Linked DNA regions of Oryctolagus cuniculus: region 1 is linked to region 2. The links are chromatin contacts, called in public Hi-C maps. All regions are on one chromosome and are shown on one strand. The core of a region is the stretch at or near the end of the contact, and the rest is flanking DNA. Distances in the headings are between cores, read along the strand shown. Region 1 overlaps CMSS1 (cms1 ribosomal small subunit homolog). Region 2 overlaps CMSS1 (cms1 ribosomal small subunit homolog).

Region 1 (4,451 bases), core at 3-2,502, 340 kb after region 2:
TTGTGATGAGCTGCCAAGGCTATGGAAGCCTCTTGAGTTCACCAACTCCGATCTTATTTAGACAAGGCCATAGTCAAAGTGAAAGTTCTCTCCTCCCTTCAGAGAAAGGTACCTCCTTCTTTGATGGCCCATTCTTTCCACTGGGATTTCACGCACAGAGATCTTTCATTTAGGTCATTTTTTTTTTTTTTTTTTTTTTTTTTTTTTTTTTGCCAGAGTGTCTTGGCTTTCCATGCCTGCGAAACTCTCATGGGCTTTTTAGCCAGATCTGAATGCCTTAAGGGCTGATTCTGAGGCCAGATTGCTGTTTAGGGCATTTGCCATTCTATGAGTCTGCTGTGTATCCTGCTTCCCATGTAGGATCATTCTCTCCTTTTTAATTCTATCAATTATTATTTGCAGATACTGGTCTTCCAATTGTTTTTCTTAAAACCTATGTTTTTGGTAACATTTTGTCTATGTACAAGTGTATTCCAAAACTCGTGGAAAATGCATGTTATGAAAAAAACCTATGGATGAATTTCAAAAATTTTTATACCAAATTAACTTCTCTTTTGCTTCTATTTTTTGACAAATTTTTAGAAATCAGCTTACATAATTCTTTATACTAAATATTTAAGGTTACTACCTTATATATGAAGAAATATTACTTATCAACTCTCAAAGTCACATGCTGTTGGAATTGGTTTCCAGAAATAGGTAGTAACCAAACCTCTGTCTCCCACATCTTCCATGGTATCTGAGGATAGAGATCAATATTCATAAGACAGCTGACTAATTGTGGGAATTTTCAGTGCTGTGGATTTGGATTTCTGCATACTGCCATCTTACCTATATGGAAAAATTACCCATGGCCTGCAAAGGGGACTGGTCCCAGAAAAGAAATCTATGGCATTTCCTTTAGGATGGTCTAACAATTTGAAGCTAACTGTTAAACCTGATTCAGTATGTTGATGATGAAAGCCATTCTTCAAGCATGCTTCTTTTTTTCCTATACATGATTCAAAATTTCATTTTCATGTTTGCTTCATAACTGAATATCTGTATCCTTATAACTTTTCTCTAAATTTGAATTGTATTTGAATTCATTGGTTCTGTAAATGTAGCACGAATACAACTATGTTGAATATACTCCTAGAAAGCACCTCCATAGGCTAAATGAGAAAATGTGACAGGTTTCTAAATCTGCTTCACCAGAACTTTGATACTGGTGAAGAGACACTGCAGTGTAACTGAGGAGATCCACTGAGCACATTCAGTCCTTTGCCTGAGGAACACTGACTGATGATGGCCTGCTCTATAATTGACTCCTGACAATCTGGCATCTTCTGTAATATAGTTAGTGGCTGTGGCCCAGTTTCTAATTGGCATGTATCAACATCCCCAAGACAGCTTAGCTTTCTAAATAAAAGAGGTCATTCTTTTCTTTAGCCACGATACAATTGCCCTTTACAGGTTTTTTGTTTTAATTGAGAAGAAGCTAAAATTTCAAGATCCCTGTGTTGTTTTAATACCAAACCTTGAATCTGTCTCCACAAACTGAAACAGAATCCAGAAACTGCTGGTCCCTTGCTGGCCCAGTGTCTTGAAGAAATTATGTAGCATTCTATCTTTCTCTGTGACTTCAGGCCATAAGCATTCTTAATCTACAAGCTGTCTGCAAGTTTTCATAGAAAGATTCTTCTGTAATCATTTTAAACAGAGCCAGTAGAGGCAAGATTGCTCTAGTTAGCAATTTACCAACGTAAACTGAGCATTCTCTAGTTGGAATGGAAACTTAATCAAGAGAAAATTCAGAATAAGTTTTCACTTATATTTTATATCTTCCTTGGCAACCTGTCTAAAAATGCTACATAAAAGCACAGGAAACATTTTATATTCCTGCTCATGATTAATAAATATGGAATTTGAGGCATTTGATTTTATAAGCCAAGGTCTTAGTCTAAATTTCCTGTTTTTTTTCCTACATAAAAAAAAATAAAACAAGCTCAGGGTAAAAATAGCACTAAACTGTGTAGGATACTCGGGGGTCAGTGCAACTGGCAGAGCAGATTATTCTGGCTGCTGTGGTGCCGAGACTTGTTATCAGACTCTTATGAGACATTTAATCTGTAATCACTGTAGAAAAGGCATTTGGTACAGCTGGTTTTATAAAAACATAAATAAATGTATCCTACTTCAGATTTTCTATGATTATAGAAAAGAGGAAAGGAATGGATAGTACAAAATAATAAACTGGTAACTTTGAAATACAGGCTCAAAAACTGTCTTACCCCACCACATTTCAATTTTAATCACATACATTTCTACCTTTTTTTTTTTTTTTAACAATCCTGGCCTCTGTCTTTGAACATTAATACCCTGCACATACAAAGTACACATATACACTCACTCAATTTGATTTTTGTTTAAAGATTTTCCAGTATTTTTTATTTATTTATTTTTTGACAGGCAGAGTGGACAGTGAGAGAGAGAGACAGAGAGAAAGGTCTTCCTTTGCCATTGGTTCACCCTCCAATGGCCACCGCGGCTGGCGTGCTGCGGCCGGCACACCGCGCTGATCTGATGGCAGGAGCCAGGAGCCAGGTGCTTTTCCTGGTCTCCCATGGGGTGCAGGGCCCAAGCACCTGGGCCATCCTCCACTGCACTCCCTGGCCACAGCAGAGAGCTGGCCTGGAAGAGGGGCAACCAGGACAGAATCCGGTGCCCCAACCGGGACTAGAACCTGGTGTGCCGGCGCCGCTAGGCGGAGGATTAGCCTAGTGAGCCGCGGCGCTGGCCAGATTTTCCAGTATTAAGTCATCTGCATTGTTTTATTTCCTGAGATACTCTCAGCTTACCCCCTGCATAATAAACTACAGTGTGTCCTCTAACATCTTTTTCTGTAAAATGTTAGGGAGATGCTCTGAAGAAAACATGCATGGCAGAAAGTACTTTGGGATTCATACCATTAATCCATACTTCATCCTGCAGAGAAGAAAGTTTTGTCATTTGTGTTTCTTTGTAGCCTAAAGAATGTTTCTTGGTACAACCAAAGGAAACAAAAGAGGGTGGCACCAAGACCAAGAAGAGGAGAAAGGTAATACTTTCTTACAGTGGTATGGCCCCACATGCTTTCTATCACATTTTTATAAGTCACACTTTGATGAAGCAACTGTTGTAATCCTTGCTTTAGAGAGGTAGAAATTGTTAAGGATCAGGGAGGTTTGGTGACTTTCCTAAGGTCACTAGTAATAAGTGGAGCCAAAAATAAATTCATTTGACTCCTATTTCAGTCTTGTGGAGCACCGCACCTCTTAGTTACCCACCCTGTGTTTTCACTGTGGTTAGATGTCAGACATGGGTTTCTAATTCTAGAAGGAGCCCAGAACTCTCCTGCCCCTTAGCCCCTCTTGCTCTGTCCAAGAAAAGAAATTTACCAACCTTTTTTTTCTACTCGTTCCAGTTTTTAAGACTCAATACCTTAAAGTATTAATAAAAAAAATAATAAGCAGATGAAGATAGCATAAGGCTTTCTGACTCAAATTTGAAACCATAATTTAAGGCAAAAGCTCGCCTTTGTTCTAATGTATGCCTATAAGCATAAGGAAGACTGTGCAACCTTTTTTACAGCTCAGCCTTGGAGAAACTTTGGTTAGCCTTCACCTTTCACCACAGTTGTGAAAACAGCAGTGTAATTCTCTGCTTGCCTACGAGGGCCTACGGCTGATGTCAGAAGAGGAAATATGATTGAGATTAGAGGAAAGAAGACGGTCTCAAACCAGTTCCTTAACAGCAAGCTTTTAGAAAACTGAAGAGTGTGTGTGCCTATGTTTTCTTTTCTCACAAATGGCCAGATAGGAAAATTGGAGATGCCAAAACGGCTGTGGTTTGGCAAGACCTTAAAGAAGTGACGTTAACTTCTTTTTGATAGTTTGTATACTAATGGCCTGCAGGAGTGTTAAGTTCTGGTGGCTCAAGGTCAGAACTTGAGCTAGTTTACTCTTGGCTGAGGTCATGCTAAAATTACCCACTGAGAACATATTTTTGAAAGTTAATTCCTTCAACAGAACCTTGATCATTCTTGGCAATGGCATATAAATGAGATTGTAGAAAGGGGGAGAAGTGGAAAAGGGTGGGTCTTTGATGACACATTTGAAGGAAGTGAGAAGGGAAGTGTATGATGAAAATTAAATAGTTTTTTGTTCCAGCATTCAATAAATGCTACACAAATTAATTCACATAAAAATGGATGCTGGGAGGTATTGCCTGTAACTGTTCTTCTTTCCATAGGACCATTTGAAGACTGTCAGTCTCCCAAGTCTTGAGAGTGGGGAGCATAAAGTCTTCCTTTTCAGTAGGCTTCTATGCTTTGATTACTCCTGCAGGCTTCACTCAAATGCCCAAAATCCAAGCTGAGAACCAACGACTCAAAAAACAGATCGGGCAAGAAATTCTCAAACTACTCTTCC
Region 2 (4,304 bases), core at 1,231-3,730:
ATAATCTGAATCTATACAGAGCTAAAACTTTGTGCCCCATGGGGCGGGCACTGTGGCATAGTGGGAAAAGCTGCCACCTGCCGTGCAGGCATCCCATATGGGTGCTGGTTCTAGTACTGGCTGCTTCTCCTCCTATCCAGCTCTCTGCTTTGGCCTGGAGACCCAAAAGAAGCTACTGGCTCCTGGCTTCAGGGATCTGCCAAGCTCCGGCTGTTACAGCCATCAGGGCAGTGAACCAGTGAATAGAGGACTTTTCTCACTTTTCTCTGCCTCTGCCTCCCTGTAACTCTGCCTTTCAAATAAATAAATACATCTTAAAAAAAAAAAAGATTTGTGTCCTTCAATTATGGATACACTAAATGGGGAATATGTTTTGTTTTGGAACATTTAGTCAATATTCTCTGTGCCTGGATACTACAAGGGTGTTTTGGTTTTAGTTGTCTTATTTTTGGTACTCAGTCTTACACATAGCAAATGAGATGTTGATACTCTGATGTTATCTAATGGTATTCCTATAGTTCAATTTGATTTCATGGTATACTTATCTTCAGTGCTGAAGTGCTGCTTTAACATTTTTATCTCTCAAATAGCCAAAGCTTTTATGTTTTGTTTTTGTTTTTGTTTTTGTTTTAGAAAAATAGAACTCCACACACCAGTAAGGGTTTCATGAGATGAGCAGCTTCAACCATGATTATAGAAGTGATTAAGTTCTGTAGAACTCACACTCTCTGACTTAGGCATTTTGTTGTTCAAATCTTTTCTAGGAAATAATCAGAGAGGCAGACAATGATGTTTATTTTAGGAATATAATGAAAATGGACACAGTTTAAAACTGCTAGTGAATTACAGTATCATCACAGTGAAATAGATTATCTTTAAACAATAATGCTTTGAAGATGTAGGAAAATATTTATTTAGAAGTATCAAAAAGCAAGATAAAAAACTGTATACATGTTTTAAATACCTATGCCTGAAGAGAAAATGCTAGAAGAAAACGTACTCATGCTGTTAGCATTTAACTCTGGCAAGTGGGGTTATAGATCCTTTTTATTTTTCTTACATTATCTGCATTCTCTACACTTTCTATAATAAGTATTACAAGTATAAAAAGCAGTACTAACGTATTAAGAGATTAGAAAAGGAGTGATATATCTCAGAGATTAGGACATTTCTGTGAACATCAGCCATGTTATTTGTAGTTGAAATAAGTGATGGACTGATCAAGTGTGCTGATAATATGACCATAGAATTAGTAATAGCCTGTCCAAGATAGGTTTCCGTGATAAACTTTGTCAAGATTTACATTGGTTAGCCAATTTAGTGTAAAAAAATCTTTGTTGGAATCTTAAATTGTAGATTTACTTTCTTAATTGTATATTCCTGGGCCTCTCCCTTAGATATTGTAATTCATTTGTCTGTGGATATGCCCTGAGATCCACATTTTTAACATATACTCAAGGTAATTTATTCTAATGTAGGTGGTTAGCCCCACACTTTGAGGAACTAATTGCGTAGCTGAACCTTTTTTAGACATGAGCTTTAAGATTTCTTTTATGTGGGACTCTGGCCCAGTAGATAGTCCAGCACTGTGATAGGCCAGGGCATTAGGGGCCAGTGGTGACCTTGAAGAATGCTCATCAGAATCATCTGTGGGGCTTTTAAAATCTGGGCAAAGGCCCAGATGCTGAACTTGGATTTAAGATTGTCTAGGAGTGGAATTATGGGCATATGAATTTTTAGTGAGCACCACAGTTTATTAAATCTGTTCAGCAAACCAATTCACAAAGAATACAGTATAGGTGAGCTTATTTCTTTTAAGCAACAGTGATATGTGTTGGAAAAGAAAATGTGACTTGGGATGGTGGACATTTATAGGAGCTGACTGCCCAATAGTTAGTGAGTTTCTGTTTTTGTACTGTTCATGCTGTAAGCTTTGTGCTTTTCTTGGTAATTCTGATTTAGCTACATAGCTTTAACCTCTAGATGGCAGCAAAGGCTGGTTACTTTATTAGGACAACTCTAAATGTTATTTCCAAAAAATAAAAAAGATGCTGTTTTTTTTTATCGTATGAATTTTATACTTGGACATTTTTCAATAAATGAGGTATGCAGCTTTAAAATGTGTCATGTCTTGGATCATTTTTATAGAGCATCATGTCAAAGAGCTCCAAGTAAGTTTGTTTTATCCAAATTTGGAGTATATATTGCAGGAGGAATCCATGCATATGGCTCTTTTAAGACCACACAGCAAATGCTCTACTCCAAGTAGGAATCTCTGGGTTTCATCAGAAAGCAGATGTTTTGAAGGAGATTAAATAAATTGGAAAGCTCATTCATAAAAGAAAAAGACTTTTTTAAAAAAATGCTCAATTCAACTTAACAAGGAAGTTGAGATTTGGAATGGATTACAAGTATGAGGGATGCTGAGGCAGAGGCAATGGTTCTATCAAGGGAGCAGTAGGAGGAAAAGAAATCTATCTGTGGAATGTATTCATTAAATTCTAAGTGTTGGCTTATTTTGTCCCTAAGTTCTAAAAAGAAACCTAGCAATCTGCAAGATTCCCTGGTTGCTGTGAGTCACTGGATGACAGGGAGCCTTAGTGGCCAAAAGAAGTTTAGATGACATGTTTTCTTTTTTTCATTCATTCATTCATTCATTCTTTTTTTTTTTTTTTAGAAAACTTTTATTTAATAAATATAAATTTCGGAAGTACAACTTTTGGATTATAGTGGTTTTTTCTCCCCATAACCACCCTCCCACCCGCAAACCATCCCATCTCCTACTCCCTCTCCCATCCCATTCTTCATTAAGATTCATTTTTCATTATCTTTATATATAGAAGATCAGCTTAGTATATGCTAAGTAAAGATTTCAACAGATTGCACCCAAGGTGACGTGTTTTCAGTTGTAGTCAAAGTCGCAGTTCTCTCAACCAGTTTCTACATGACCCTTGTGTTCTTTCACATTATCATGGAAGGCTGAAGTTTGGAAATATACCAGAGCAAAACCAGCATTTATGAAAAAGCTATCAAATCCTAATTTGACAGCTGGAGTCAGGATGTTTCCTTTCTCAAAATGAATTTTGTGAGTACTTTGAACTTTCTGAAGCTGTGTTGTCAACATACTGTGTCCCTTCAGGAATGATCCTGACCCCTGGGACTGCAGGGCCCCTCATCACACCTTGACCTCTAAGGATTGAAAGGTTCAAGACTCCCAAGGACCTGGGTTATTTTGATTTGTGGTAATTGAGGACAAGTCGGGGAAAGACTAGATTCAGGGCTTCTGGACTTCCAAAGGGTCCCAGCTGTGGAATGCTTGGTCAAGGCCATGTTATCAGAATGACAGTGTTTTTGTATTTTTGTTTTTATCTCAGTGTTCAGTGGGAAAGTACATAAGTAATGATGATGGATATGGTGGTGAAAAGGAGGAAATGCTAAACTGGAGAAAAATTGCTTCAAAAAATTACTGCTTTATCTTCTTTTGTCTTTTATATTTTTTGGCAAATCACAGCTAATTTGTGTTGGGGAGGGGGAATGGAAATAACAGATAATGAATATGGCAAATAGCCCAAAGTTTCTTATGCTGCTTTGGCTTTTTTCCCTTGATTTTCTCAGGATTTCTTCATTATGTAATAAAACCTTATCACTAAAAGCTTTAGTTTTACACTGCAAGGGATACTATAATTTGATTAGCTACCTTTAGTTTTAAATAGTGTTTCACTGCTATGTTTTATATCACAGAGTTGTCCAGTTTCTGAGGTGAAAGTTCTATAACGTATTGTGGTTTGTGGTCACACCTAGTCACCTCTCCATCTGCCTTTCTGTGGTAACTACATAATGGACAGTGGGGGCAAGCCAAGAATAAACACTGAATTATAGTTTTTAGAATCCTTCCTAACTCCGTGGTTTTCATTTGTGCCAGACATAGAGCATCACATGTAGAAATACTTTGTTAACTTAAAATATATGAACCTGATTGTTGTCTAACTTGTTTATCTTCTTTCTTTCATTCGTCTGTGAGGGTTTTCTTTCATCTCAGCTTTTTTTTTTTTCTTTTCTTTCCTGTACTGATACCCTTTCTCCCCCGCTCTCCCTTCTTTTTCTTTCATTTGGACCCATTCAATTTTTTCACTTCTTCTCAGTCTTACATCTTAGAACAACTGTACATTTCTTCCCAGTACTTGAACAATGTGCAGTGATTTTACCATTATTGCAGCAGGAATTGGACTGCTAGGGGAAAGGAAATCCTGCCCCTCTCCTTCAGTGACCTGGCTGACCCCTTAGCCATTGTGTCTGGACTGAGC

The links. Hi-C and Micro-C count contacts between places; a contact is called where the count stands out from the background.
Region 1: a Hi-C map of an unstated tissue shows a contact between it and region 2, with 3 times the contacts expected there. The contact joins two enhancer-like sites. A contact is called at or near these places in 2 of 6 Hi-C or Micro-C datasets (ear pinna and an unstated tissue).

What each region holds. Positions count from the first base shown.
Region 1 is chr4:54,650,844-54,655,294 of mOryCun1.1, forward strand. It overlaps CMSS1 (cms1 ribosomal small subunit homolog), which reads left to right. Exons shown (of 10, transcript XM_008267053.4): 3 at 3,008-3,079. All of the region lies in intron 1 of LOC108178016 (a long non-coding RNA gene), which reads right to left. Among named protein-coding and RNA genes, the nearest start is that of FILIP1L, 48 kb to the left of the region's middle. Within about 2 kb of position 1,253, at least 2 of the 8 cell types and tissues checked have an H3K27ac peak or open chromatin away from gene starts, as enhancers often do.
Region 2 is chr4:54,309,936-54,314,239 of mOryCun1.1, forward strand. All of the region lies in intron 1 of CMSS1 (cms1 ribosomal small subunit homolog), which reads left to right. The region is part of intron 5 of FILIP1L (filamin A interacting protein 1 like); the gene reads right to left. Among named protein-coding and RNA genes, the nearest start is that of CMSS1, 20 kb to the left of the region's middle. Within about 2 kb of position 2,481, at least 1 of the 8 cell types and tissues checked has an H3K27ac peak or open chromatin away from gene starts, as enhancers often do.